6 separate regions of the Mus musculus genome follow, and regions 2, 3, 4, 5 and 6 are each linked to region 1. A link is a contact called in public HiChIP or PLAC-seq and promoter capture Hi-C data. All regions are on one chromosome and are shown on one strand. The core of a region is the stretch at or near the end of the contact, and the rest is flanking DNA. Distances in the headings are between cores, read along the strand shown.

Evidence for each region. Promoter capture Hi-C pulls out the DNA fragments that hold promoters and counts their contacts. HiChIP or PLAC-seq counts read pairs in DNA pulled down with a chosen protein or histone mark.
Region 2: a contact with region 1 is called in an H3K27ac HiChIP or PLAC-seq map of embryonic stem cells, with 2.9 times the contacts expected there. The contact joins the enhancer-like site here to the promoter of Pck2 in region 1. A contact is called at or near these places in 6 of 39 promoter capture datasets (the 3T3-L1 cell line, the HPC-7 cell line, cranial neural crest and 2 more), 1 of 484 Hi-C or Micro-C datasets (cerebellum), 5 of 115 datasets of contacts at active chromatin or transcription factors (embryonic stem cells and forebrain) and 1 of 9 other capture datasets (embryonic stem cells).
Region 3: a promoter capture Hi-C map of erythroid cells shows a contact between it and region 1, with 4 times the contacts expected there. The contact joins the promoter of Khnyn here to the promoter of Pck2 in region 1. A contact is called at or near these places in 7 of 39 promoter capture datasets (the C10 cell line, cranial neural crest, embryonic stem cells and 4 more), 1 of 115 datasets of contacts at active chromatin or transcription factors (memory CD8 T cells) and 2 of 9 other capture datasets (adipose tissue and liver).
Region 4: an H3K27ac HiChIP or PLAC-seq map of embryonic stem cells shows a contact between it and region 1, with 3 times the contacts expected there. The contact joins the enhancer-like site here to the promoter of Pck2 in region 1. A contact is called at or near these places in 9 of 39 promoter capture datasets (cranial neural crest, embryonic stem cells, frontonasal cranial neural crest and 4 more), 1 of 484 Hi-C or Micro-C datasets (the N1E-115 cell line), 7 of 115 datasets of contacts at active chromatin or transcription factors (acute myeloid leukemia, embryonic forebrain, embryonic hindbrain and 2 more) and 2 of 9 other capture datasets (embryonic stem cells and liver).
Region 5: a contact with region 1 is called in an H3K27ac HiChIP or PLAC-seq map of embryonic stem cells, with 2.7 times the contacts expected there. The contact joins the enhancer-like site here to the promoter of Pck2 in region 1. A contact is called at or near these places in 7 of 39 promoter capture datasets (cranial neural crest, embryonic stem cells, liver and 3 more), 1 of 484 Hi-C or Micro-C datasets (rod photoreceptor), 8 of 115 datasets of contacts at active chromatin or transcription factors (embryonic hindbrain, embryonic stem cells, forebrain and 2 more) and 2 of 9 other capture datasets (adipose tissue and embryonic stem cells).
Region 6: a contact with region 1 is called in a promoter capture Hi-C map of second pharyngeal arch cranial neural crest. The contact joins the promoter of Nynrin here to the promoter of Pck2 in region 1. A contact is called at or near these places in 5 of 39 promoter capture datasets (the C10 cell line, cranial neural crest, embryonic stem cells and 2 more), 1 of 115 datasets of contacts at active chromatin or transcription factors (embryonic stem cells) and 2 of 9 other capture datasets (adipose tissue and liver).

Annotation. Positions count from the first base shown.
Region 1 is chr14:55,537,919-55,541,864 of GRCm38.p6, forward strand. It overlaps Pck2 (phosphoenolpyruvate carboxykinase 2 (mitochondrial)), which reads left to right and starts at 2,348. Exons shown (of 10, transcript NM_028994.3): 1 at 2,348-2,595. The coding sequence starts at 2,567.
Region 2 is chr14:55,046,073-55,050,014 of GRCm38.p6, forward strand. No RefSeq gene overlaps it. Among named protein-coding and RNA genes, the nearest start is that of Ngdn, 33 kb to the left of the region's middle. Within about 2 kb of position 2,254, at least 10 of the 459 cell types and tissues checked have an H3K27ac peak or open chromatin away from gene starts, as enhancers often do. A contact at or near this core is called in embryonic stem cells, where this site is marked.
Region 3 is chr14:55,883,250-55,887,312 of GRCm38.p6, forward strand. It overlaps Khnyn (KH and NYN domain containing), which reads left to right and starts at 1,693. Exons shown (of 8, transcript NM_027143.3): 1 at 1,693-1,893; 2 at 2,525-2,742; 3 at 3,243-4,063. The coding sequence starts at 2,542. Cbln3 (cerebellin 3 precursor protein) reads right to left here and starts at 1,007. Exons shown (of 3, transcript NM_019820.3): 1 at 663-1,007; 2 at 218-337. The coding sequence starts at 938.
Region 4 is chr14:55,183,422-55,187,973 of GRCm38.p6, forward strand. No RefSeq gene overlaps it. Among named protein-coding and RNA genes, the nearest start is that of Gm23596, 24 kb to the left of the region's middle. Within about 2 kb of position 1,435, at least 4 of the 459 cell types and tissues checked have an H3K27ac peak or open chromatin away from gene starts, as enhancers often do. A contact at or near this core is called in the N1E-115 cell line and embryonic stem cells, where this site is marked.
Region 5 is chr14:55,077,030-55,081,216 of GRCm38.p6, forward strand. All of the region lies in intron 1 of Zfhx2 (zinc finger homeobox 2), which reads right to left. Among named protein-coding and RNA genes, the nearest start is that of Zfhx2, 13 kb to the right of the region's middle. Within about 2 kb of position 2,757, at least 98 of the 459 cell types and tissues checked have an H3K27ac peak or open chromatin away from gene starts, as enhancers often do. A contact at or near this core is called in adipose tissue, embryonic stem cells, forebrain and 3 more, where this site is marked.
Region 6 is chr14:55,852,472-55,857,004 of GRCm38.p6, forward strand. It overlaps Nynrin (NYN domain and retroviral integrase containing), which reads left to right and starts at 1,644. Exons shown (of 8, transcript NM_001040072.1): 1 at 1,644-1,955. The coding sequence starts at 1,758.

The sequences.
Region 1 (3,946 bases), core at 1,098-3,597:
TGCCTTCAACTCTTAGTACAGGAGATACAGATGCCACCAACAACCCATTCATTGGCCTCAACTATTAGTCTACGTGTTCCAGTATGATTATACACCCATGACAAGTTCCACAGTACAGTCTGGGATGCACGTGGGAAATTTGTCTTTAATCTTCCAGGAATTTGATCTCTCCAACATTAGCTGGGTGGATGCTGGTGTCAAGTATGCTGTGGGGTCTTCACTGTTGTGAGGAAAGGTGGGGTGACTGGGAGGATGGACCCAAAGGGACATCATCTCTGCCCTTTCTGTTTGTGATGGGTATGGACCAGGAGAGGTACAACATCTCATTCAAGTTTGTCATCAATGCCCCCTGTTCCACAGTCTGCTTAGCAATCCCTGGCCCAAGGTCATCCATCAAGGGATTTATGACTACTGTCCTCTAGAAGACCTTGGATCACACACAGATGCGCGTGTGCGCACGCGCGCGCGCGCACACACACACACACACACACACACACACACACACACACACACCGAAAAGCTGTGCTGTGATGGCCATGGGCTACCCAAAACATCCCTTCATTCCTGGTACAGCCAAAGCTGTGGGCAAAGGTCATGCCTGAGCTGAACAGTAAGTTCACTAACATGACCTTCTCTGTCCCTACTTCCACTGTGCGTCCTGGATCTGACATGCTGCCCAGAGAAAACTGCCATCTGGGAGATGCCAAGAGGTGTGGTGACACATACCTTTAAAACTAGCACTTGGGAAGCAGATTCTGCATTCAATGCCAGTTTTGTCTACATAGTGAGTTCCAGGACAGCCAGACTACATAGGGAGACTGTGATTCAAAAGTAAATACAGACATGCAGATATAAGAAGGTGATGAGGCACCGGGTGTGGTGGCACATGCCTTTAATCCCAGCACTAGGGAGGCAGAGACAGGCGGATTTCTGAGTTTGAGGCCAGCCTGGTCTACAAAGTGAGTTCTAGGACAGCCAGGGCTACACAGAGAAACCCTGTCTCAGAAAAAGAAGGAGGAGGAGGAGGAGGAGGAGGAGGAGGAGGAGGAGGAGATGATGATGAGGCAGGCATTGAAGCATCCTGGGCTGATATAGGGACCAGTTGCCTCTTGAGACTTTAACAGCAACATCCATTCTACCTTTGATAGTGGTACTAGCATTGCTCTCAATAACCACTTTATCAAGCTCATATCCAGGTATGACAGATAATTTGGCTACAGCAACAGAGCAGTGGACCATTTAGGTCCACACAGTCCTCTAAGGTCCACATGGCCTCCAAAGAATAAGAAACTCTGGACCACCTACCCCAGCAAGAGTAGGAGAGGAAGAGAGCCCTTGGCTGTTTAGGGAGACCCTGCCATAACTCAGGCTCCACAGCACTGAGCATCTCTGCTCACAGTTTCCATCCTAACCCCCAAAAGAAGAAGGGGTTTTTAAAGAAGCCCTCAGACAGTCTTAATAAAGACCACTGGGGTGGTTAGGGGACATCTATTGATCTTTGTCTCACTGCTCTGCCTCTGCCTCAGGCAGGTTGGTGCTTTGCATTATCAAGCTGACACCCAACAGAACCCAACTTAGACTCTACAGACTCAGCAATCCAGCAAAAAAAGGAGCTCATGTCCAAAGGTTAGAAAAGGTCTCAGACAGGGATCCCATGCCCCCGTCTCTGAACATCCTGATTGCTGTGGCCAGGGTGTGGGCCACACAAACTGGCCCTAAGAGAAGCAAGGTCAGACCCACATGATCTGATGGTTCTCCAAAGAAAGTCACAGTGCTGCAACCAGAAAGAGGATTCTGAGCATCATGGATGCGTTGAGTTTGGGTTGGTACAGCATTTGAATACCCAATGGTCTCAAGTTGGAATGAAATGTTGAGAAATTACACAAGGACTCTCTTTGGGATTAGGTGGGGGAGGGCATTAGAGGACCAAGGATATGTCTGTAAGCCTGAAACACCCCACCAATTCCATGGTGCTAGAGGAAACTCCCTTGATAAGAAGCTGGGCACGGACAATAGTTTGGTTTTGTTATTATTTGAGGACTAAGGAGAGCTTAGTTAGCATCTGGGACCCTGGAAAAGAAAAGCCTGAGGCTAGGAGTGCTCTGGAAAAGCAAACCTAGACCTTGAGGGTTTAGGCATCTTGTTATCCTGGGCTCCCCAGCCCTGGTCTCATCCCTCACTCTTAACTTGTTTTGCATTCGACATCTCTTGGTTGCTTTCTCTAAGGAGCAACAGCCTTCAAAGTTACATCAGTATCTTACAGCGTGGCTGGCCGAGTGGGCGGATCCCAAATTGAACTCCGGCCTCCAATGGCTTGAGGATGTGATGACTGTGGGGCGGAGGCTTCACCCAGCCCGGGGCCTTGAGCCCGGGCTAGTGAGCCGGCCTACAGAAGGGCGAGAGAACCAGCTAGGTTCCGCCCCGGGGACTGCCCGCCTCCTTTTTAAGCGCCTCCCGCCCAACCTCAACTCCCTCTGGCTTTGCTATGCTCCTTCCTTCCCCGCCTTCCTTGTCTCCCCGACTGCGCTCGTTCCTGTGGCCATCCCGCAGCGCCAGTCCAGGTGCCATGGCTGCTATGTACCTCCCCGGCCTGCGGTGAGTGACCCATAGCCCGGGGCCCACTCCGCGCTCCACCTTCCGGGCTTCCTCCGCTTGTTTCCCATCCTAGGAAGAGACTGGCAGGGTGGCTATTAATCAGTGTGGGTCTCACGGTGGTGCATCCCCCCCCCCCTCCGCATTCCCATCCCCAGCCATGCCAGGTTTCCTAGCCAGCCTCTGTGCTCTTCTGTCCCTCCCTGCGGCTTGTGTGCTGTTCTAGCTGCCACTCGCAACCTCCTCCCCCTTCTCCTTTGCCTTCCTGAGCCCTATCTCTGCAAATGCTCTACTTAGCAGATGTAATTCTTTCAGACCAAGGGCTCCTAGTCCAGCTTTCAGTGTGTGAGTAACCATTAAGGCCTTGAGGCCATAGGGTTTGAGGCCCCGGGGACCCGAGCTCAAAGCTCCCTAAAGACGGTAGAAGGTAAACATCACTTGCAGCCTCCCTGAGAACAGAACGGAACCTGGCACGAAGCCCAGTGAAGCCTCTGGGGACTAGGGGGGGAGGGAGACAGGGAGGGAGAGAAGGAAGGAAGCAAGCAAGATGGGAGGAGGGCAGACTGCCTTTTTAACTTGGCCGGCTTCCCCCAGTAGGTCCTGGACCCCAGGCTTGTCCTGGCTGGCTCCCCCTGCCCCACCCCCCATACAACCGGGCCTCTTCTCCGTATACCCCTCTCTCCATGGTCTAGGATGTAAAAGAGTCTAAACTGACTCCTTATCTCTTCTTCGCAGTTTACTTGGTTAATCCATGTGAGAGTGGTCTATGAAGGATAGAGAGAAGGTCCCTCTCAGGGGCGTGCAGGAGAATTGGGGTGGGGCTGGGAGAAGCTGTGCTTCCCATAAGACAACTGGAGCCAATACCTGGGGATCAAAGCTTTCAGGATCATGCATTTAAAATTAATTTCTCAGGGAAACTGTCATGTGCAGAAAAACACACAAAGAGACCTACCTTGCTGTGCCCCCACCCCCTGGGGCCACACAAAGTATGCTGCCTTTTTTGTCTTCTGGAAAACACCCCACCCAGGCCCAAACTCCCACATCCAAGAGCTTTCTCTTCTCCCTTCCCAGGCAATGTAGCCTGTGTTCTCAGGTTCTGACCCTACCATCAACCCCTAAGGCTTCTAAGGAGAGCCAGGGAATGCACAGGCCCACACCATCGAGGCCTACTATGGGTTTCTGGCAGGTGAGGCCTGGCATGTGAGAAGGGTAACTACATCTCTTTACCTTCTTTTGTCCAGACCAATCACAGCAGACCCTACTATCTTCCAGGAGGGTAGCAGGACAAACAATACAGAGACTACCCTGCCCTTCTAGGAATCTAGGCATGGACCAATGGCATTATTCTTCTTGA
Region 2 (3,942 bases), core at 1,004-3,503, 490 kb before region 1:
TGGTGTTTTTTAAGACAATTCTCTGTGTAGCCCTGGCTGTCCTGGAACTCTATCTGTAGCCCAGACTGGCCTTGAACTCAGAGAGAGATCTGTCTCCGTCTCCAGAGTGCTGGGCTTAAAGCTGTGCTCTGCCTCCAGGCATCAGGTTTTTCTTAATGCTTATGTTAAAGCTCCTTGGTTCTGGACATTGTGTTCTTAGCCTGACCCAGAGTTGAAGGCTGAAGTCTGTGACAGAGTAAGCACCCGCAAGGAACACAAGTTGAGTAGGAGGCTAAGGTTCATCAGGAAATACTCTCTTCATTTTCCAGGGTCTCCTGGTGGGCATAGTTTTGAAGCTTTGGTGAAGACAGAGGAGGGTATAGGGCATTTTCTAACCATCCATCTTTCTAGAAAACTGAATCCTGAAGTGATCACTCCTCTATCTCTTTGCTTCCAACACCAAATAATGAACTAAACAGCTTGGTCCGTCCGAAGGTGACACATCACAGCCTGGGCTTTGTTCATTTAGTAAACGTTTATTGGGTACCTCCTGTAACAAGAACTATTGGTACTTGGGGTTACACCAGCAAACAAAGCAAAGAACTTCACCCTCGTAGCACACCTACCACCAGTGAAACTGAAGGCAGACAGTAGCAGAACTTATAGAATGAATCTCTCTCTCTCTCTCTCTCTCTCTCTCTCTCTCTCTCTCTCTCTCTCTCTTTCTCTCTCCCTCTCCACACACACACACACACACATACAGGGGGATTTATTACGATGACTTACAGGCTATTGACCAACAAATCCAACAACAGCAGGCTATAAACAGAAGATCCAAGAATCCACAAGTTGCTCGGTCCACAAGGCTAGATGCCACAGTTGGTCTTCTATAGATGCTAGAATCCCAAAGAAGTAGGCTGTAACACCAGTAAAGGAATGAACTTGCTAATAAGGCAAGAGCAAGTAGGCAAAGAGCAAGTGCTTTCTTCTTCAGGGTCCTTGTATATTGGCTTCCAGCAGAATACATGCCCCAGATTAAAGGTATGTCCTCCCACCTCCCATCTTCATGAACTAGAAGTATATTTACCAGATTAGAAGTGCAACCAGCAAACCCAGTAGCCCTCCTGTCATGCAGAAAAACAAGAAAAAAAAAAAAAAAAAAAAACCTCACAGGTGTGCCCTCCATTCTGGATTTTGTTGTTCATCCCAAATGTGGTCAAGTTGATAACCAAGAATACCCATCACAGCCAACAAAGACCGGGAAGGCCAGTGGCCGGCTGTGCAGTTATATAGGAAATATCAAAGTACAAAGGCCCTAACATGGGTGCACATCTGGGTGGGAGGGTGAAAGTAGGTAGTTCATGTTGGGAACCTCTAGAAGTAATGGGCACTGAGTACTTTCCATTCCTCTGTTTGGCCCCTGTGCCTCACTCTAGATGCTCATCCCTTGCCAGCCTCTCCTTCCTCGCCGATGCTGATAGGAAGCTTAGAGAATACTAGTTAGGCCGGGCATAGTGACACATGCCTTTAATCCCAGTACTTGGGAGGCAGAGGCAGGCAGATCTCTGAGTTCGAGGCCAGCCTGGTCTACAGAGTGAGTTCCAGGACAGCCAGGGCTACACAGAGAAACCCTGTCTCAAAAAAAAAAAACAAAAAAAAAACAAAAAAAAAAAAAAAAAAAAAAAACCAAAAAAACCTCACCAACCCCAAAACAAAACAAACAAACAAAAAAGAGAATACTTGTTAGGCAGAGTGCTGGTTCCAGAAGACAATATCCAGTTTATCAGTTTGAATTGTATAGCTGACTGCTACTATTGTAGGGAGCTGGCCAGGCTTCACAGGGTAATTTGATAATTCCATAGCCATCGTGTGTACCGTAGCTCTGTAATGCCTCTGCTACTGACAATGGCTCTGTGCTGAGGTGCCTGAGAGGTAGAATAGACTCTGGAAGGGAAGGTGAACTGGGTTGGAATCCACGATTCCAGTGAGCTAGAGTTTTGCCTTCTCATTCACAGGAAAAGGAATAATTTAGCAGATAGCTTTCTTTAAAACTCTGTCCTGAGGTTTGGGTTGTGGTTAGTGGTAGAGCCCTAGACTATCATGCCCCCATCTTGGTATGAGTGCTCTTCAAGGATGTTAATGAAACAGCTCTCCTAGCTGCTCTTAGCTTGCACTCATGTCTTTATCGGGGTGACCCAGGGACTATATATGAACTTTGGAGAGTGAGAAGGCATTTTCAGGTTGAATGAAACAGTTGGCTGGAGTTTAAAGTCCTGTGAATGCCTATTCATATGGAGAGATAGGTATTCTAGGAATCCCAGGTACTTGCTGGGCAGGCTTAGTGGGAAAGAGGAAGCTGAACTTGTAGGTTTGCCAAGGACTATGTGACATTCCTCTTCAGGTAGAAGATTATGGGTCAGGATCCCCAGATCAGGCAGAGAAATGGAAGCCCCACTAAGAAAAGAGAGTCCTCCATTTTACACGGTGCTCAGAGAAACTATCCAGACATGGTAGACTGTAAGTAGCTAGGTATAACACCCATTTTTTTTCGTGTGTGTGTGTGTGTGTGTGTGTGTGTGTGTAGAACAAACAACTGTATCCTGTGAGAATTTCTAGTTTCTAATTTCTTTTCTCTCACTTCTGAGAAAGGGACTTCACTTTGTCCCCCTTTATCCATGAATGGGCCAAGAAAAGATGAGCTGTACGGAATTGGGTCTTCATGAGAGTGATGTTCCGAAGCTGACAGAGGCCTGGCTTAGTGTCTCTTTGTGCCAGTGGGTCACATGTCCCAGCTGACATAAAACGTCTTCTGGCTGGAGGGATGGCTCTGTGGGTTAGAGCACTTCCTGCTTTTGCAGAGGTCCCAGGTTTGATTCCCAGCGTGGCAGCTTGTAATTGTCCGCAACTCCAGTCCCAGAGGATCCAATGCCATTCTGGTTTCTTTGGGAACTGGGACACACATGATACACATGCATGCAGGCAGGCAAACACACACACACACACACACACACACACACACACACACACACACACACACACTCTCGCACTCACACGGGGTGGGGGCGGGGTTGTTGAATCCTGAGGTCAGTGACACAGAGGTGAAATGGCCTCAGGGATTTAGCAAAGTGAATAGAGAAAGGGAAATTGGTATGAACACGTCTGGAGTCTCAGATACTGTGGGCTTGAGGTTGGGGTAGAGGATAGAGGTATAGTATGAGCCATTCCAGAAGAGAGGTCGCAGAGAGCTAGAACAAAGTTCTAGGTCAGGATGTCCAGGACATTTGGGGGCACTGTGTGAAGCACAAGCTGCTGTTACAGCCTAACACACTCAAGGCGTGTGGGGTAGTCTCCTGAAGCCCCCAGACGCTGTGGGGTCCAAAAGCAAGGGAAGTTAAGGGCAGGCCAGAAAAAAGAGGGGCTGTGGAGCCTCTCAGGAGCTGTGTGTAATTGACAAACTCTCTCCTGAGGCTGAGGTCACTGAGGTCAAGCAATACCCACCCAGATTCCCAGCTGACTCTGTTAAACCTGATGGTTGCTAAGGACTCTGTCCTCTGAAAGTGTTGGTCTGTCTGTGCTGGCTAATTCTTTTTTTGTTGTTGTTTTTTGTTTTTTGAGACAGGGTTTCTCTGTGTAGCCCTGGCTGTTCTGGAACTCACTCTATAGACCAGACTGGCCTCGAACTCAGAGATCTGCCTCCTAAGTGCTGGGATTAAAGGCATGTGCCATCACTGCCCGGTGCTGGCTAATTCTTATGTCGACTTGACACAAGCTAGAATCATCAGAGAGGAAGGAACCTCAATTGAGAAAATGACTACAAGATCCGGCTGAAGGGAGACCTGTAAGGCATTTTCTTAATTAGTAATTGATGAGGGAGGGTCCGCTCCACTGTGGGTGGTACCATCCCTAGGCTGCTGGTGGTCTTGGGTTCTGTAAGAAAACAGGCTGAGCAAGCCATGTGGAACA
Region 3 (4,063 bases), core at 443-2,942, 340 kb after region 1:
AGAGTTTTCTTTTGGGAACTTGAGGGTCAGTGGGCTCTCCAGTGAGCACTGAGGGGTGGCCAGTGTTGGGTTCTGTACATCTGCCATACCCTGCTAGCCTTTCCTCCCTTGCTCCTGGTCCCTGGGATACAGGTCCAACAGAAGGGCTATCCAGGGATGTGCTGCGGTCCACTATGACCCTCCCTTCCCCCCGGAGGTGGACTGGCACTTAGGTCACCTGGACAGTTTGGCGGTTGTACACCTTGACCACGTGGAATCGGAAGCTGTAGACTCCACGGACAGGGGCCACGAAGCAGCCCGAGGTCCGATCAAAGCCCTCGCCCTCATTGACCAGTACCTGTGGGGAAGCAGATTGTGTTGAGAGGGATTCTGGGTGCCGGGAGCTCAGGAGCATCACTGGGTTGGCATTTGTGCAGTGGGTGAGGAGAGAAGGGGTGGCAAACGGGTGTGACAGGAATGTGTAGAGTCAAAAACTATGAGGAAGGGCTACGGTGCTGTGTGTATGAATGAAAGAAGGCCAACCAACGGTCAGTGGCCATCTTAGAGGAAGGTGGTGCAAGAGATGCAGGTAATGGTTTCCTTGGAGTCCGAGGGATGCAAAGGGGCTTGGACAGTAGAGTCCAGGTCCTTGCATGTCTTCCGGACAGAGGCAGAGGGATTACCTGGTCGAAGTAGATGGCACCACTGGTACCGTTGCCGGTTTCTCCTGCTGGTTCATGGTGATGGCTTCGGACTGCAGCAAACGCCACTCGTCCTGGGGGTGCCTCTCCCAGGGCTGCACCCCCAGGTCCTCCTGCAGTAGGTCGGCCTGGCTCACAGACCACCAGGCACTCCCCCTCCAGTAGGACAGGCTCTGACCCTTCTTGAGCCCACCCAGCCTCCAGGGTCAGAAGCACCAGGGCCAAGGACAGCTTGGGTTTGTGCCATTCCGTCCCCATCCTTGCTAGGTGCCTCTGTAACTCACAGATTTTCCTGTCTTCTGTCCCCTTGGCTCTCCCCCCTCTGCTTCAAGGCTTCAGTACTCCTGCCCTGCTCTGCTGTCCTCTGTGAGTCTGGCACCTAGCCCGGGCACTCCCCTCCCTGTATCTTTTTGTGTCCCACAGCTCTGCCTGGCCTTACTACTGCTGTCTCTGCGGATCCCTCCTCCTTGGCAGAGCATGGAGTGACAGCAGTTGGGCCCTGGGAGGGAGAAGAGGAATGGAGAGAGGATATGAGGGCTCTAGCCACACAAGGGTGTGTACACACACACACACACACACACACACACACACGAAACAAAATTTCTTCAATTCCTTTCTCATCTTCTCCTTTTCAGTCTTTCTCCATGGGGTTTTCCTTATTGTGGCAAGGTGTGTGTCCTCATCTCCCCCCCCTTCCCCCCCTACTCCCCCAACTCTATCTACTTGGTGAAAGTGCTTGTGTCAAGGGCAGGATTCTCTTGTGACTCTGGACCAGTCACTTCTCTTGGAACCATCAACTGCAGAACTCCCAAGGACCCCAGGAACTGGAGGCGAACGTGAGAGTTGGCAGGAGGCGTTGGGGGTGGGGTGAGTGTCTGTGACCCGGTAGGCCCCGCAGGGGATGTGGAGGGCGGGTCGCTCGGCAGCAGGACAGCAGGCCGAGCCGGGGAGGAGGAGCGCAGCCCTGCCCCGAGCCCTGGCCAGTGCGGCCCTAGCGGGGGAGGAGCCGAGCTGGCTCCGCCCCGGGCCGGAAAGTGACTCCAAAGCCACAACGCGTTGTTGACGAGAGAAGTCTAGGTTGGGTGAAGGATCCGAGAAGGCCCTCCCAGATTCGGGCTCCCAGCCCCAGGCCCCTGGGGCGCGGGAGAAACGCGGGCCCCTCCTCCCCCGCCGCGGGCACCTAGAGGAGCGGGCGGAACTCGCGGCTTTGGCGGTAGGCGTCCCCCTTCCGGGCGATCGGGAGCTGAAGGCCGTGGCGGGAGGGTGGTCGGGCTGGGGGCGGCCGCCGCAGGCTGTGGGAGGGCGGGCTATGCCCCTGGGCCCCGGGTGGGATGCTTGACAGTGGACAAACGAGGAGGGGGGGCGGGGGCGGGGAGGTGGGAGTGGTTAGTGAAGGAATAAGGCGGATAGGGGAAACCCCCACCCCAGGACTACACTGTTAGAGCCTCTGGCGCGTATTCATTTCCCAAGAGGCCCTCCTCTACTCAAAAAATCCGAGACCTCTCAGCTCTGGGACTCTTTCCTCAAACCACCCACTTCTTGTGACCCTCAAAATGAGCTGGAGGCCCTCTCAACTCGTCCCTTCTCAGGGCGGTGGTCATCAGTTTTCTCTGGCCAGTCGCCCACCCCAGCTAGCCCTGTTTAAGAAGGGCTTACTCTCAGGGAGAGGCCTGTGTATAGATGATTTTCTATATTCTCCACCCGCGAGGTGGACTTGCTATCTCCTGGGGTTGTTTACCAGTTCTGTCACTAGGTGCGACCTGTTGATTGTTGGATGTATGCCATGTGATTAGGATTTGGGTTGAAGGGAGACAGAGACTTTGAGATTGCCTCTGCCCTTCCAGGACTCCAGGTAGAAGCCATGTCTACTTGGGGGTTTGCCTCCCCGACTCCCGACCGCTTTGCGGTGTCTGCGGAGGCCGAGGACAAGGTTCGGGAGCAGCAGACTCGCTTGGAGCGTATCTTCAACGTGGGAATGAGCGTCCTCTCCAAAGACTGCCCAGAGAATCCTCATATCTGGTTGCAGCTTGAGGGCCCCAAGGAGAACGTCTGCAGAGCCAAGGTGAAGTCCTCTTCCTTTTAGGGCTGCTACAAAGCCTTTTAGGACGCTGCCCCTCCCGAGGCCGAGTCGGAGGAGGGACTGGGAAATGCCTCTTGGCAATCTTATTGGCTGCCTCTCTCTTGAGCTTTGAGGAACTCAGCAAACCTTTTTATTTAGAATTTTGGTTTCACTTCTGCTGTGCTGCCTAGGTTCTTCAGGCTTTAGAACCAAATCACTTCATGCTCTTGGAGATAGTAAGGTAATCCCCTCTGTACAGGTGGGCCTTGCCAGGGAATTCCCTGGGGTTGAGAGGGGGCCGGCCACTTTTTCCCCCCTTTGCACCCAAGGCCAATAGGCTCCATCACTTGACAGCCCTCTGGTCTGTTCTTACATTTCCATAGGTCTACAGTGTGAATAGAAACAGTATCTACTTAGATGATGTAATAGCTTGAAGCTCAGGGAGAGCAGTGAATCTGAAAGGGATGGCTTCTAGAAGTTTCCTCTCTGACCTCCCTATCTAGGAATACCTGAAGGGGCTCTGCAGCCCAGAACTACAGAGTGAGATCCACTACCCACCCAGACTGCACTGCATCTTTCTGGGAGCCCACGGTTTCTTCCTTGACTGCCTGGCCTGGAGCACATCTGCCCACCTGGTGCCTCTGCTTCCTGGCTCTCTGATGATCAGTGGCCTAACCGAGGCGTTTGTGATGGCCCAGAGCCGGGTGGAGGAGTTAGTGCAACGGCTGAGCTGGGACCTTCAGCTACAGTCTTGTCCCGGAGCCCCTGACAATGGCGGAGTGCTGAGAGACTTCTCTGCCCTGCTGCAGACTAGGGAGGATGCCTACACAGAGGCCCTGCTGCGGCTGCCCCTGGCCGTGCAGGAGGAGCTCCTAAGCCTGGTGCAGGAGGCATCTAGAGGGCAGGGTCCATCTCGTGAGGTGGGGAGCTCAGGCCTGTTGAGTCCTCAGTTCCAGGGAGTCAGGGCTCCCTTGAATGAAGGCAGGGAATTCGTAGGCACCAGAGTGGCAGGGTCGGGAAAGTCGCCAGCAGTAAGAGGACAAAGTCATACTGTGGAGAAGGAGGAAAGGAAACAGGATGCTGTCAGGGACATGGGTTCAGGGCGGAAGGAGCTGTCTGGGGAAGAGGTCTGGGAGCCTGGAGTGGCTTACAGGTCACAGCTAGCAGGTGGAGGAGCAGAGGAGGTGGCACCCTTGAAGGGAAAGGCCTCGGGGAAACAGGAGGTTCCTCAGCAAAGAGGAGGGTTCAGTGTGCAGGGTGAACCTTCAGGTGCGCATGTGCCCTGTCAGAGGGCAGCTCCAATCCGGGGAGCCTCTCTCCTCCA
Region 4 (4,552 bases), core at 185-2,684, 360 kb before region 1:
TCACAGCTGTGTGCAGCTGCAGTTCTAAGAGATCTGGTGCCTTCCTCTAAACTCTGAAGGCCTACATAGATGTACATGCAGGCAAAATGCTCTGACACAAACCACATGTGTTTTTGGTGCCCATGGTGGTCTGAAGCGGGTATTGGATCCTCTAAAGCTGGAGTTACAGGCAGTTGTGACCTCTTATGTGGTACTTGTAAAAAAGTAATAAAGAACAGCAAGTGCTTTTAACTGCCGAGCCGTCTTGGAAACTCCAAGACCTAACTCTTTTTTTTTTATTTTTAAAGATTTATTTATTTATTTTTATTTTATACATTGGTGTTTTGATTGCATGTATATCTGTGTGAAGGTGTCAAATCCCCTGGAACTGGAGTTACAGTCAGTTGTGAGCTTCCATGTGGGTGCTTAGAATTGAACCCCAGGACCTCTGGAAGAGCAACCAATGCTCTCTAACCATCACACTTGCTGCTAGGTTTCAATGCCTGAATTTTGGGAGAGGCATACTCACCCACAGCTAGGCAGTGACTTTAGGAGATAGATGAAACTATTTGGGCTGTCTTTCCATCAGCTTAAATCAAGACCAAAGTCCTTTGAGTGGCAAACTTTCCCCCAGATTCTGCCTCTGCCTTTCTTGCCACTTTCCCCTTTCACCACCACTTGCCCTTGAAAGCTTTTCTCCTGCTGTTTACAGGACATGGGCATCATTGCTGCAGAGCCTTGCTCCTGCTGACCATGGGCTTGGGCATCACTGCTGCAGAGCCTTGCTCCTGCTGACCATGGGCTTGGGCATCACTGCTGCAGAGCCTTGCTCCTGCTGACCATGGGCATAGGCACCGTAGTCCTTCTCTTTGTTTTCCCTTAAAGCCTCTAACGGGAAACTTGTCATGCAGAAGGTCCTCAGCAAAAGTTTGTTAAACAAATGAGGTGTGACTGCATTCCTCCTGTACAGGATCACTCAGACATGTCTAGTTTCTCCTGCTTCTTGGGAACTTTTCTTTGGGCATGGGTTTTTCAGTAACATAAGAAAATTGTTCTTTTAAAAATTATCATTCAATTCTTGCCCCGGCCCACTCCAGAGCTTCAGGAGTTTGTCTTTCTTTGAGGAAAGAAAGGAAGAAATCAGTCTAGCCTAATTGGCATGCCCTGGGACAATAAGAGACTCTTGTCTGCAGAGGGGCAGAGGTGGACAGCACACGAGGAGTGGCACCCTATGTAGATCTGGGCTCTGAATATGCGTGTATGGTGGTCTGAATGAGAGTGACCTCTGTAGGCTCAAAGATTTAAATGTTTGGTTCCTGGTTGGTGGAACTATTTGGGAAGAATCAGGAGGTGTGGCTTTGCCACTTTCCCCTTTAACCACCATTTGCCCTTGAAAGCTTTTCTCCTGCTGCTTACAGGACATGGGCATCATTGTGTGGCTTTGTTGGAGGTTTGGTTTTGTTTGAGGAGGTGTGTCATTGGCACTGTCACATGGTAATTAGTGATTATTCTTATGCAGATCTAGGATGACAAAGGGCAATCGGTAAAAAAAAAAATGTAAAATGTAGAGTTTGAAGTGAAAAAGAACACCAGGAAATTCAATGTCGGAGCCAAGGCTCATGCTGAACTGGATAAAGATGCCTGATGTGGGCTTCCCTGTGTGTCACAAAGTAGCAGCCACCAAGCAAGTATATTCCTTGAATTAGCACACCTGGTGGGCCATGTGCACACCAAGCAAACAGGTACTACGGGGAGCACCAGACTAGGTTTTCTTCCCCATTTCTTAACTATTTCCATTCTTCAGTGAGGGTGAGAAAAGCTATGGGGGTAGCGCCAGCTCAGGAGCCTGGGTACCCAGAGATTTAGGAGCTTACGGAGCCAGAGAGAGAACGATGTGAAGGCTGTGGAGTGAGGCTGAACCCAGCCTCCTGCCCTATGATTCCACACTGCAGGGGAACTTCAAGTTGTTAACACTCACAAGTGTTACATTACTGTGAAGGAAGTAGCCACATCTATAACAGGATTTAATGTTCTACAGCTTTTCCTTTTAAAGCTGAGAAGGTAGCATGTGTGCTCGCTAGGCATATAATCCAGATATGCTCCAGAGTCCTGAGATTTTTTTCCATGAAGGTTAACTAGAAGCTAGTATACTTTTTATATTTTTGTAACAATTGGCTTTTTTCATTGGTGTTGGAGGTGAAAGGGTTAGTATTTATAGTCCTAATAAGTCCAATAATTTTTATGTGTCTTTTTTTCCTTTTTATTAGATATTTTCTTTATTTACATTTCAATTCTTATCCCCTTTCCTAGTTACCCCTCTGAAAATTCCCTATACCCTCCCCCTGCTCCTCAACCCACCCACTCCTGCTTCCTGACCCTGACGTTCCCCTATACTGAGGCATAGAACCTTCACAGGACCAAGGGCCTCTCCTCTCATTGATGACCGACTAGGCCATCCTCTGGTACATATACAGCTAGAGCCACATGTCCCACCATGTGTTTTCTTTGATTGGTGGTTTAGTCCCAAGGAGCTCTGGGTATACTGGTTAGTTCATATTGTTGTTCCTCCTATGGGACTGCAAACCCCTTCAGCTCCATGGGTACTTTCTCTAGCTCCTTCATTGGGGACCTTGTGCTCTGTCCAAGGATGATTGTGAGCATCCACTTCTGTATTTGCCAGGCACTGGCAGAGCCTCACAGGAGACAGCTATATCAGGCTCCTGTCAGCAGGCTCTTGTTGGCATCTGCAATTTGGGTTTGGTGGTTGTTTATGGGATGGATCCCCTGGTGGGCAGTCTCTGGATGGTCATTCCTTCAGTCTCTGCTCTGAACTTTGTCTCTGTAGCTCCTTCCATGGGTATTTTGTTCCCCCTTCTAAGAAGGATTAAAGTATTCACACTTGGTCTTCCTTCTGCTTGAGTTTCATGTGTTTTGCAAATTGTATCTTGGGTATTCTGAGCTTCTGGGCTAATATCCACTTATCATTGAGTGCATATCATGTGTTCTCTTTTGTGATTGGGTTACCTCACTCAGGATGATATCCTCGAGATTCATCCATTTGTCTAAGAATTTATGTGTCTTCAGATTATAAATAATCCTCCAAATTTTGCAATGTTTTTTTTAAGATGGCAAATATGCTTGATTTGCTTTTTAAATAAACATTTAGCTGTTCTAAGAGATTAAATAAATAAAATTTAAAAAAAGATGCCTGAAGTGAAACCACGGAGAGAGAGGTGCCCGCAGTGTAAGACCCCACCCAGATAAGCTTCCAACCTGTAAAAGGGAAATGCCTGAGGAATTTTCTGTTCCAAAAATCAATAAAGAAAAGCTTCTAGAAATGTAATTCAAGGAGTGGGCCAGGTTCTCTCCCCAAGTGGGCTAAACTGGGCAGTGTTGTCCACGAGGTTCGGGCTTTCGAGTCACTAAGGACTGTAAAAGTAAAAAGTGAAAGGGTTGTAGAACCTTTCTCCACGGTTAAGGAGAGCCAATGAGGTCTGGTGTGAGGCAAGGGAGTTCCTGCATAAGAGGCTCTAAGATGCATGAAACTATGAAAGTGAAGCCTTGATCATTCTGGAAACCCCAAGATATGGGAGATACCAGAGATACCTGCCAGGGAGAGCTGCGCAGTGGGAGTGGGGCAGCCACGAAAGAAACGTATGTCACAGTCAGCAAAGATGAAGCCATCTAAGCCCTTTAACACCAGACAGAGCTACATGAATTCACACAAGGTAGAAGCCTGGAGGCAGGAGCTGATGCAGAGGCCATGGAGGGTGTTGCTTATTGACTTGCTCTGCCAGCTTTCTTATAGAGCCCAGGACCACCATCCTAGGGGTAACCCCACCTACAATGAGCTGGGCCTCCACCCTCAATCACTAATTAAGAAAATCCCCTACAGAGTTGCCCACAGCTCAAATTTATTGAGGGGTTTTCTCAATTGAGGTTCCCTCCTCTCTGATGACTCTTGTTTTCATCAAGTTGACATTAAACTAGCCAGCACAGAATGATAATGTATATTTTGTGCCTTAGTATGTTGAAAGCATGTAATTTGCTTTCTGCTTTTGATTATACAGGGAGTTACAATGAAGAGATTCCTTTGAGTCTCTGAAAAGACTTTGGACTTTAAAATAGTGTTGAGACTATGAAAGACGACGAGGTCTTTTGAAATTGGACCAAATATATTTTGCATTATGATATGACCACAAGTCTGTGGGGTCCACAAGGGAACAGAATGTGGTGATTTGAAGAGAATGGTCCCCTTAGGCTTGTACATTTGAATGTTTGATCCTCTGTTGGTGGAATTATTTGGGAAGGGTTAGGAGGTGTGGCCTTGTTGGAGAAGGTGTGTCACTGGGGGCAGGCTTTGAGATTTTAAAAGTCCACTCCATTCTAGTAGCTCTCTCTGTCTGAGTCATGGTTGTTGTCTCAACATGCAAGTTCTGGCTACTGCTACAGAACCATTCCTGCCTGCTACCTGCTGCCATGCTCCCTTCTATGATGGTTATGAACTCTCTGAAACTGTAAGCCCCAAATAAACTCTTTCTTCTATAAGTTGCCTCGGTCATGGTGTCTTATC
Region 5 (4,187 bases), core at 1,507-4,006, 460 kb before region 1:
GCATTGCACAGCATTCTCAAAGGTTACTGATAGTAACTGGGCTCCAAAATGGGGGAACAGCTTAGCACACAGTAGGGCTGCTTAGCATGCAAGCAGTCCTGGGCTCAGTTCCCAGCTCTGCATCAGTTGGGGGCTGGGGGTAGGTTCATGCTTGTAATTCCAGTACTCGGGCAGTAGAGGCAGGAGGATCAGAAGTCCTGCCTACACAGCAAGTTCAAGACTAGCCTAGGATACATGAGACCCTGTAGAGTTAGAGGGGGTTAGGAGCGGGGAGGGAGGTTGGTTTGTGTGTGGGAGGAGCTGTCAGGCCTTCTTCAAAATTATCAGTTCCCCATGAATCCATCTAACTCCTCTTTCTCTCTGAATCAACAACAATCTCTAATGATAAACTGTCTAACATTCAGGCCACACTGGTTCAGAGAAAGGGCGAGGGGGTGGCCTCTTACTCCTTGGGCCGTCCTTAACCCTCATCTCCAGAGTCCCAGATTTGATATGGGTCCTTGGTCCAGGAGCCTGGTTGCTTTCCCACTTCCCTCTTCCCTCCTGCCCCTGGGAATCCAGCTTGGCCTGAGTCAGAACCTTCAAGAACCTTGAGGGGCAGAACTAGCATGCTAATGAGATGCAAATAAGTACCTGGAAATCAAAGGAAAATGACGAATCTGGGTGGGGCTGGGGGTGGAGCCCTAGCATTGATGGAGAAAGGCATTCCTTCTGAGGATCCTTGGTGGGACAGAGGATGCTAAGTTTGTTGGTTTGTGAGGGTTCAGTCATTTCCACAGGCTGGGCCCCACTAGATAGGGAGAGCTGAGGGTTGACATGGTGGGCCCTTTAACTCACCTGCCGGGGCAGCAGACGAGCCCCGCTTACAAGCATTCAGCTCCCTCTTGGCTCTCCACTCACAGTGCTACATCACAGCTCAGAGGCAGCCTGAATAGGACCCGACCCTGGAGTAACTCCCAGATTCCCGCTCTCTCTAAAGCTTAATTCTCCTACTAGAAAAGGACTGCTGGGTTGCTAAGTAGAAACCAAAGGGGCTCAGCTTTTGGCCAGCTTGTGGGTGAGACCCGTAACACAGCCGGGTAGGTCAGCTGGTGGCTTATTTAAAATTGCAAATCTCTTCCCTACCTCCCAGCCTATCCCTCCTCTTCAGGAGAGAATTTCCATTGCAAATTTATCTCTCCCCTACCTATTTCCCTCGTCCCTTTCTCCGAAGTTTCTCCCACCGCGCACTAGCGATTAGACTTTTGTGGCCAGGGTGTTCCCCACTTTTAATCCTTCTGCCTCCCGCTTCTGACTTCCCCCTCTGAAGCTCTAAGCCCCCTTTTTGTTTTGCCCTTCTTGCCTTGAACTGTTGATGGCACGAAAGCCTCTAAAAAATCGGGGCTCATCTACCTGCTATCCCTAGCCAAGATTCTCAGTCACCCCTGTCCCACAGCCATTTCTTCCTGTGGTTCCCAGCATTTCTTAAGAGCAGCTCTCCCGTGGGCCTGGTCTCACAGGAGGGTAGAGGCAGAAGGCAGCCGCCACAGACCATGACATTACAGCTCAGAAGGAATTGGAGCGAAGGCGGCTGGTGTTCTGGAGGTGGGGGACAGTAGAGGAAAGGGCTGGGCCTCCGCAGAGCAGGCAGTGGCAGCCGTGTGATTAGAGCGGAGATTGATGTGAAGGGGCGCCACAGACCGCAGAGCGAGTCAATAAAACCGGAGGATCGCATTAGAGGCGACAGGGAGAGCTTTAAATTACAAGGCTGCTGCCACCACGGGGAATGGAAGGAGGGAGCCCTGGAGCCTAGGGAGGGCGGAGAGTTCTGAGGGTGCAGTCGCCCCGAAAGATGGATGGATCGACAGCTCTAAAGCGGCCCTCAGTCCTGGGAGCTCCCTCGTGGCCTTCCATTCTTCCCTCCCGTCCCAGCTCCTCACTAGGGTGAGGTGGAGAGGAAGGGATAAGGCAAGGCTGTGGAGAAACAGGCTTTTCGTTCTGGGAACTGTCTCCTTCCCCCTTCCGCCAGGTTTTCCTGTCTGCCTGTTACTCAAGAGAGGGAAGCCTGGGAGTGCTTTCAAGGCTCGACAGGAACTGCTGTCCCGCAAACAGAAGGCAGTCATAATTACTGACCTGAAGAGTAAGGCATATATGTACACACACACACACACACACACATATATCAGGAGGCAGAAACTGAAAGGCTTGAATTTGAGGTTCAGCATACAAGTGGAAGATCTTTAAGGTAGTCTTTGAGACCCTGTAGGATGGGAAACTGACAGACAACTAGAGAAGTCCTGGAGCCAGGGGGCAAGGGCAGAGCATGGAAATGGAGTTAGAGGCGCCACAGAATTTGAAGCCACGGTGGCCCAGGGTGTTTCCCTCCAAGCCCCACCTGGATCAGATTAGGAGAAGCACCACTGCCCCCTGCTGGTCACAGAGGGAACACCACCAAGCCCCAGCTCTGCAAACCGAATAAACAAAACCTGCCCCCCTCCATTTCCTCAGGCCCAGTGAAGGGCAAAAGATTTTGTGGCAACAGCTTGGGCACCAAGACTCTACCAGCCCTGAGCTTTACATCTTCAAGTGTAAGAGACCAAAGTCATGCTGGCCCGGGCCCTCACCAGCACTCAACCTTGCTTATCCAGACTACTTCCTCACGTGGAAACCTGGGAGTAATGGGGTGAGGGCCATAAGGGCAATCAATATACAGAGTGCATGGCCTGGGTGTCAGTGAGGGCCATGCTCTACCCCCTGCTTGGCCATCCCCTCCCTCGGGGCAGAGCACAGTGTTTGGAAGGAGGCTGGCATTCCTCCTGCTCCGCCTCTCAATGGGGCCAGGTTCACACCTAGTCCTCCCACCATTTACTGCTTTGCTTGGCGATTATCCCTCTTTGCCCCTCCTCTAAAGCCCAGGCTGGCAGTAGATTACCCATGATCCTCCTGCCTCAGCTGATAGGTCGAGATTCCCTAGGAGGTTGGCAGAACTCAAGCCTTACTTACTTGGCCTTGGTTTATTGTTCTGCTGCTGGCGATTGAACCGGGGGTCTTGCATATGCTGGACGAGGCTTTACCTCTGAGCTCCTCACTCAGCTCTTGGCTGCTGGGTCTGGAGACACTCATCACCTCAGAGCAAAAGGAGGATGTTTCCCCGGCTCACACGCAGGCTAGGGAAGCAGCTAATACTGAGCCCAAACTGGTATGGCCTCCCCCTGCAGCATTTACATTCCCTTTGGATCTGGAGTCACAGGCAGTTGTGAATCACTAGACATGGGTGCTGGGAACTGGGACCTCACAAGAGCAGTAAGTGATCTCAACGGGCCGGGCAATCCCAGCACTTGGGAGGCAGAGGCAGGTGGATGTCTGAGTTCGAGGCCAACCTGGTCTACAAAGTGAGTTCCAGGACAGCCAAGGCTACACAGAGAAACCCTGTCTCGAAAAACCAAAAAAAAAAAAAAAAAAAAGTGATCTCAATGGCTGAGCCATTTCCCCCGCCCCCCTTTTCCCCTTTGAGACTCGGTCTCATAATGTAGCCCTGGTAAGTCTAGAACTCTCTCTGAAGACCAGGTTTGTCTTTGAACTCAAAGTGATCCTCCTGCCTCTGCAGCCCTAGTACTGGAATTAAAGGTGTGTGCTACCATATCCAAACAGTCCTTTGATCTTATTTTTTTTTTTAAGAAAATATCGATCTTCTAAAAATAATTTTTATTTACTCTGTGTGTGTATGCAGCACACAGGCACTCATTGTGGGTCAACAGGCTTGGGCACAGGTCCTGTGCCTTTATGGACCGAACCATACTACTTTCTGGTCCCTCTAGTGCTTTGAGATGGGATCTGACGAAGCTGCTTAGGATGGCCTTGAACTCTGGAGCCCAAGCAAACCAAAACACCTGTGCTACACCCACTTTAGCCTTCCAAGTGTCGAAGATGACAGGCCGGTGCCATTAGGCCCAGATTCCCTTACATTTAAAATAATAATAATAGTAATAATAATAATTCTCTCTCTCTCTCTCTCTCTCTCACACACACACACACACACACACAATCTTACCTTGAGTTTAAAAGGAAAATTGCAATGCACTATCCCAGAGTCCATTTTGATTCTACCTCTCCTACTGACCTCTCTCCATCCTCATGAATATTTAGGAAGTGCTTACTTTGTGTAAGATTAATTTTGTGAGCACTGAGGAAAGTGAAATAAGCAAGCA
Region 6 (4,533 bases), core at 394-2,893, 310 kb after region 1:
ATTTAGCATCACTAACAGAAGGGGTGGGGAGAGGCTGTGTGGCTCCCTTGCTCCTGGAAGGGAAACTGAGGCACACCCTTCCATCCTCTTCTGAGTCAGGGCCTCTGGGCTCAGCCTTCTGCAAACCCGGAGTTTCTGATGTGCCCTGCCAAGCCTGCCTTTTGATAGTACAATTAAAGGCAGGGAAAGTGGAGAGAAGTGGGGTCACTCAGACAGCCTCTGACTTCAAAGCCTTCTGGAGGGGCAGGGTTGAAGAACTCGTTACCCAGAACCCCACAGACCCACCTTTTATTTCTCTGAATTCCATTCCAGGGATGAGACCTTGTAAAGGTGGGGCTTGACCATCCAGTCTAGTCTGGCAGTAACCTGAATCTTTTCCCCCTGGGCCCCTTCTGCACAGCGTGCACCTCCCCACTGGCCTGCATACATACACACATCGGTGGCTCTGTAACACCGATGTCCTAGGAAAGGACTCAGTTTAAAAAAAAAAATAGCTGTCCTTTGTTCCCGTGGGTCAGGTCATACTTGTGTCTGTCAGACTGTGACTCTTGGTTTGTTTGGAAAGTAAGGTTCTCTCGAGGCCCCAGCTGCAGACTGTGCCTTCCCAGTGCCAGGCTACTTCAGGCTACAAGACCACATAAAGTGTTCTTTGTACTGAGCATGTCTCCAAGGCAGCTCGGGTTTTGAGAGTGTCCCCAGCCCAGGGCTAGTCTTGGACCACTGATGCCAACCATATGGCTGTGGATAAGGATGATTGGAGACCCTACCTCCCACTGGCTCCTCACACTCTAACTCACACTTGCTAAAAAAAGGGGTTCTCCTAAACAACCCGAGCCTGAAAACTCTGGCAGCTAACCCCCTGCCCCTCCAGCCCTGGGGGGCTTCCGCAGGGCCTGGGCCTAGAGCCAGTTCCAGGCGGTCCCCAGACTAGAGTGGGGGTGGGGGTCAGAGCTGTAACCCTTTACGTCCTGCTTGGTCTCCAGCCCATAGTTTCTACAGGCCCTAGCCTCTGTGGTCTCTCCACCCCATTTTCCCTTAACCCTTTCCTGCCACAAAGAGATGGGTGTAGTAAAGGGTTTTCAAGGGAAGTCCAGACGACCAAGGATCATGTGTGTGTGTGTGTGTGATGTGTTTGTGTGTGTGCGTGTGGTGTGTATGTGGTGTGTGTGCGCGTGTGGTGTGTATGTGGTGTGTGTGTGTGTAGAACACTGCTTGGAATCTAAAACCAGGGTCTCAGAGATCAACTCTTCAATCCTTCCTTTTCCTTCCTTCGAGGAAGGAACTTTGACCCCTGAACACAAAACTTGGGTGGAAGGCAGTTGCTTCCAAGACCCTGTTTGGCCCTCTCCCTCCCGCCCAGCCTCCTCTCCTTCCCTCCCTCAGTCTCCAGCGCCCCTTTAAGCCATCCAGCAGCTCAGGCGAGTTTATCCAGGGGGCCTGGCTTCGAGGTCGAAGGGGAGGAGGGGGTGGTGGTTGAGGGGGAGGAAGGGCGGCGGGAATCCGCTCGGTCCCACCCCTAGCTACAACCCTTAGCAGGAAGGGTTTGTCTCCCGTGCTGCGGCGGAAAGGGACGGAGCTGGGAGGGCGGGCGCGGAGCGCTGGCGGGTGGGTCGCAGAACCCACAGCAGGGAGGCGGTGGCGGGGGGCGCGCCTCAAGGAGGGGAGGCGTGGCTTAGGCTGCAGGGCTAGGTGGCTGGGGGCCTCGGTGCTGGGACCCGTGACACTTCTCACGCTTTCCAGGGGCCGGAGGGACAGCCATGCTTTTGTCGGGGGGTAAACCCCCAGCGCAGGAATGGTTCATGGTGCAGACAAAATCGAAGCCCCGGGTACACCGGCAGCGGCTGCAAGTCCAGCGCATCTTCAGGGTCAAGGTGACCGCTTTCCAGAGCCGTCCTGACACCCCTTACTTTTGGCTGCAGCTGGAGGGGCCCCGGGAAAATACGGGCAAAGCCAAGGTAAACAGCTTCGTTTTGTTCTTTCCTTTCCCTCCTAGTCAGATCCTCTCCCTCTCTCCTGAACAGTCAAGAGTCCCCAGAGGTGTTGAGCTTGTCCTGCTGTTTGGCTTGCAGGGTCTGGGCCTCCCTCCCTCCAGATCTGCGGGGCCCCTGCTCTGTCCCTCTGCTTCCTTCTTTCCCTTCTGCCCCACCCCTCTCTTACATGTCACTTCTGTCCTTTAAGTGTGCTGAGAGAACCTCTGCTGAGAGTCTCTTTCTACCAGCCTTCTCTGGTCAGAAACAGGCCCAGATTTTCCATCTTGGGATCAGTTTAAGGGCCTGCATTTTTGTGGCCTCTGCAACATATGTCTTTGTTCTCACCAAGACACTGGAAGGCCTCCGTTCTTTCTGTCTGCTTAAATCCTGGGCGGTTTCTCTGAGTACTGGGACCAGAGGAGGGCCCTAGAGACACTTGTAGAGTGGCGTTGGCAGTTTATAGACGAAGCAGTAGGACTCAGAGAGAGAGAGAGAGAGAGAGAGAGAGAGAGAGGGTGAGGGTCTGCCTCAGTCATCAGAGTCAGGAAGGAGTAGGTTGGTGGAGGTTGTAGAACCTAGGACCCTGCCGGCAGAGTAGGATGCATCTGTTCTGGAAGGCAGTGCCTTGGGATGCCAGGGAATCATGGACGTTGAGATGAAAGGGCCTGCTGTATGGAGCTGGATATTGGAGAGGCCAGGTTGCAGCTTGTCCCTTTTACGCTCATCTTGGCTTCTCTGCCTGGGCTCCTCCCTCTGGTTCAGTCACACCCAAGGGCCCCCTACTCCCTCAGATTCCCTTATCTTCTCCAGTAGGAATGCTCTGGACTCCCTTCTCTCGGATACAAGCTAGTCTTTAACCCTTTGGCTGAAGCTCTACCCACATCTCAGTTGGTCAGGGCCTAGGTAGGGGAGGCCCGGAACACAGCCAGCAGAAGGAAGGGGAGGCTGGGAAATTTCTCCCTAAACACGCCCATTAAGCTGCTGCATCAGCACTTTTCCAGTTCTGACAGAGGTGCTGGGGGAGGGGAGAGGTGTCTGCCCAGAGAACAGATGTGCAGGGCCCCTTAGTTTCAGAGGCTGGTGTAGGATAAGCTAAGAAGAGGCTTTTGGGTTCTTTATGTTCTTAATTTTTTTCCGTTACTGTTAAAGTACCACAGCTCAGCCTTCATGGAGAACTAATCAGCTGACCAGGGCCTCCCTAAAGATGGAGACTGAACCCAGGGCCTGTGCATACCACAGAGGCCCTCTGCCACTGAGCCACTTACTCCCCCTGGGCCCCTGAAGAGCACTGCTTGAGATGCTCCACTTTGTGTTTCTTGTTTAAACTTCAAGTCAGCTTCAAGCTTGTCAGCATCACAGCCTCTTTGGGCTATAGTTTTTTACCCCTGAGTTTCTCACTCCAAGCCCTGCTAAGTGGATCCAGGGGCTCTGTCAGTTTCCTCTTGTGTCCCTCTTTGCCCCAGAGAGAGGCATTGTTGAAGGTGGGAACAGCTTGCAGGGATTCTGGGTAACTTCCTTTCTTGGTGGGGACAGAAGGAAGAAAAGGAGGGGGAGGGGGTGAGGGCAAGGGACAGTGGAATGTGGGGAGGATAAGGTCTGGATTTGACACGTTTCCATATCATAGCCCAAATAGAGAAGCATAGTTTGAAGAGGCCCTGGTCTAATAATTCAGCCATCTTGAAACTTTTTTTCCTCATTTGTGAAACAATGTAATAACACTCTTCTCATGTAAGAATTGTGAGGGCCAACTGAAAGAATGCCTGCTCAAATACTTTGGCAAAACATAAAGAACAACACGGGGCAGAAGTTAGGTGCTGCTGTTAGTAACTAGCTTTATAAGGGACCAAGTCTTTCTCCCTAGCTTGATGTCTTGTAAGCTGAAGGGCTTTGATGACCTGCTATGTGAGCCTTTCCTATTATGAGGATGCCTTGTCAGGAGGATGCAGTGTGGCCGACTCCAATCGTAGCTCTAGGGACCTGGAGTTTTGCCTTCTGGTTGTTGCCTTCCATACATCTCTTGGGAGAGATGGAGGAAGAACCGTGAGGTTGTTTGTTCTGGTCTCTGTGGAAGAAGGGTCAGGAAAGATGCAGGCTCACCTAAAGTAGAATCCAGTATGTTTTTATATTATTTGTGCTTGCTTTTTGAAAACAAAAAAAAATCAAAAAACAAAACTCTGTTAAACTTGTGTTTTAAAGTTCTTATGCAGTGGCAGGATTTCGGAAATATCAGAAATGGTGCTGTGTATCACATCCCAGGTAGGAAAACAAATCCGGGGGAAACTGGCTCCCCTGAGGCGAAATTACCAAGTGGAGAGGGGAGTTGAACAGTGGCTCAGTGAGCCCCACATTGAACCTGGCATCCCTTCTGCCCCATTCTGCATAAAGGACTATGAGGATGGGTTGAGTGTCACCAGACAGGACAGGCAACTTGGTTACTTCTCTTGTTTTTGGAGAAGATGGATATAGGTGATGGGGAATCTGAAGACAGCGGTAGTGGAGGTGGCTTCTGGAGTCTCTGCTGTGAGATGGAAGTTGGCATGTCAATGGCACTCAGTGAGCAGGG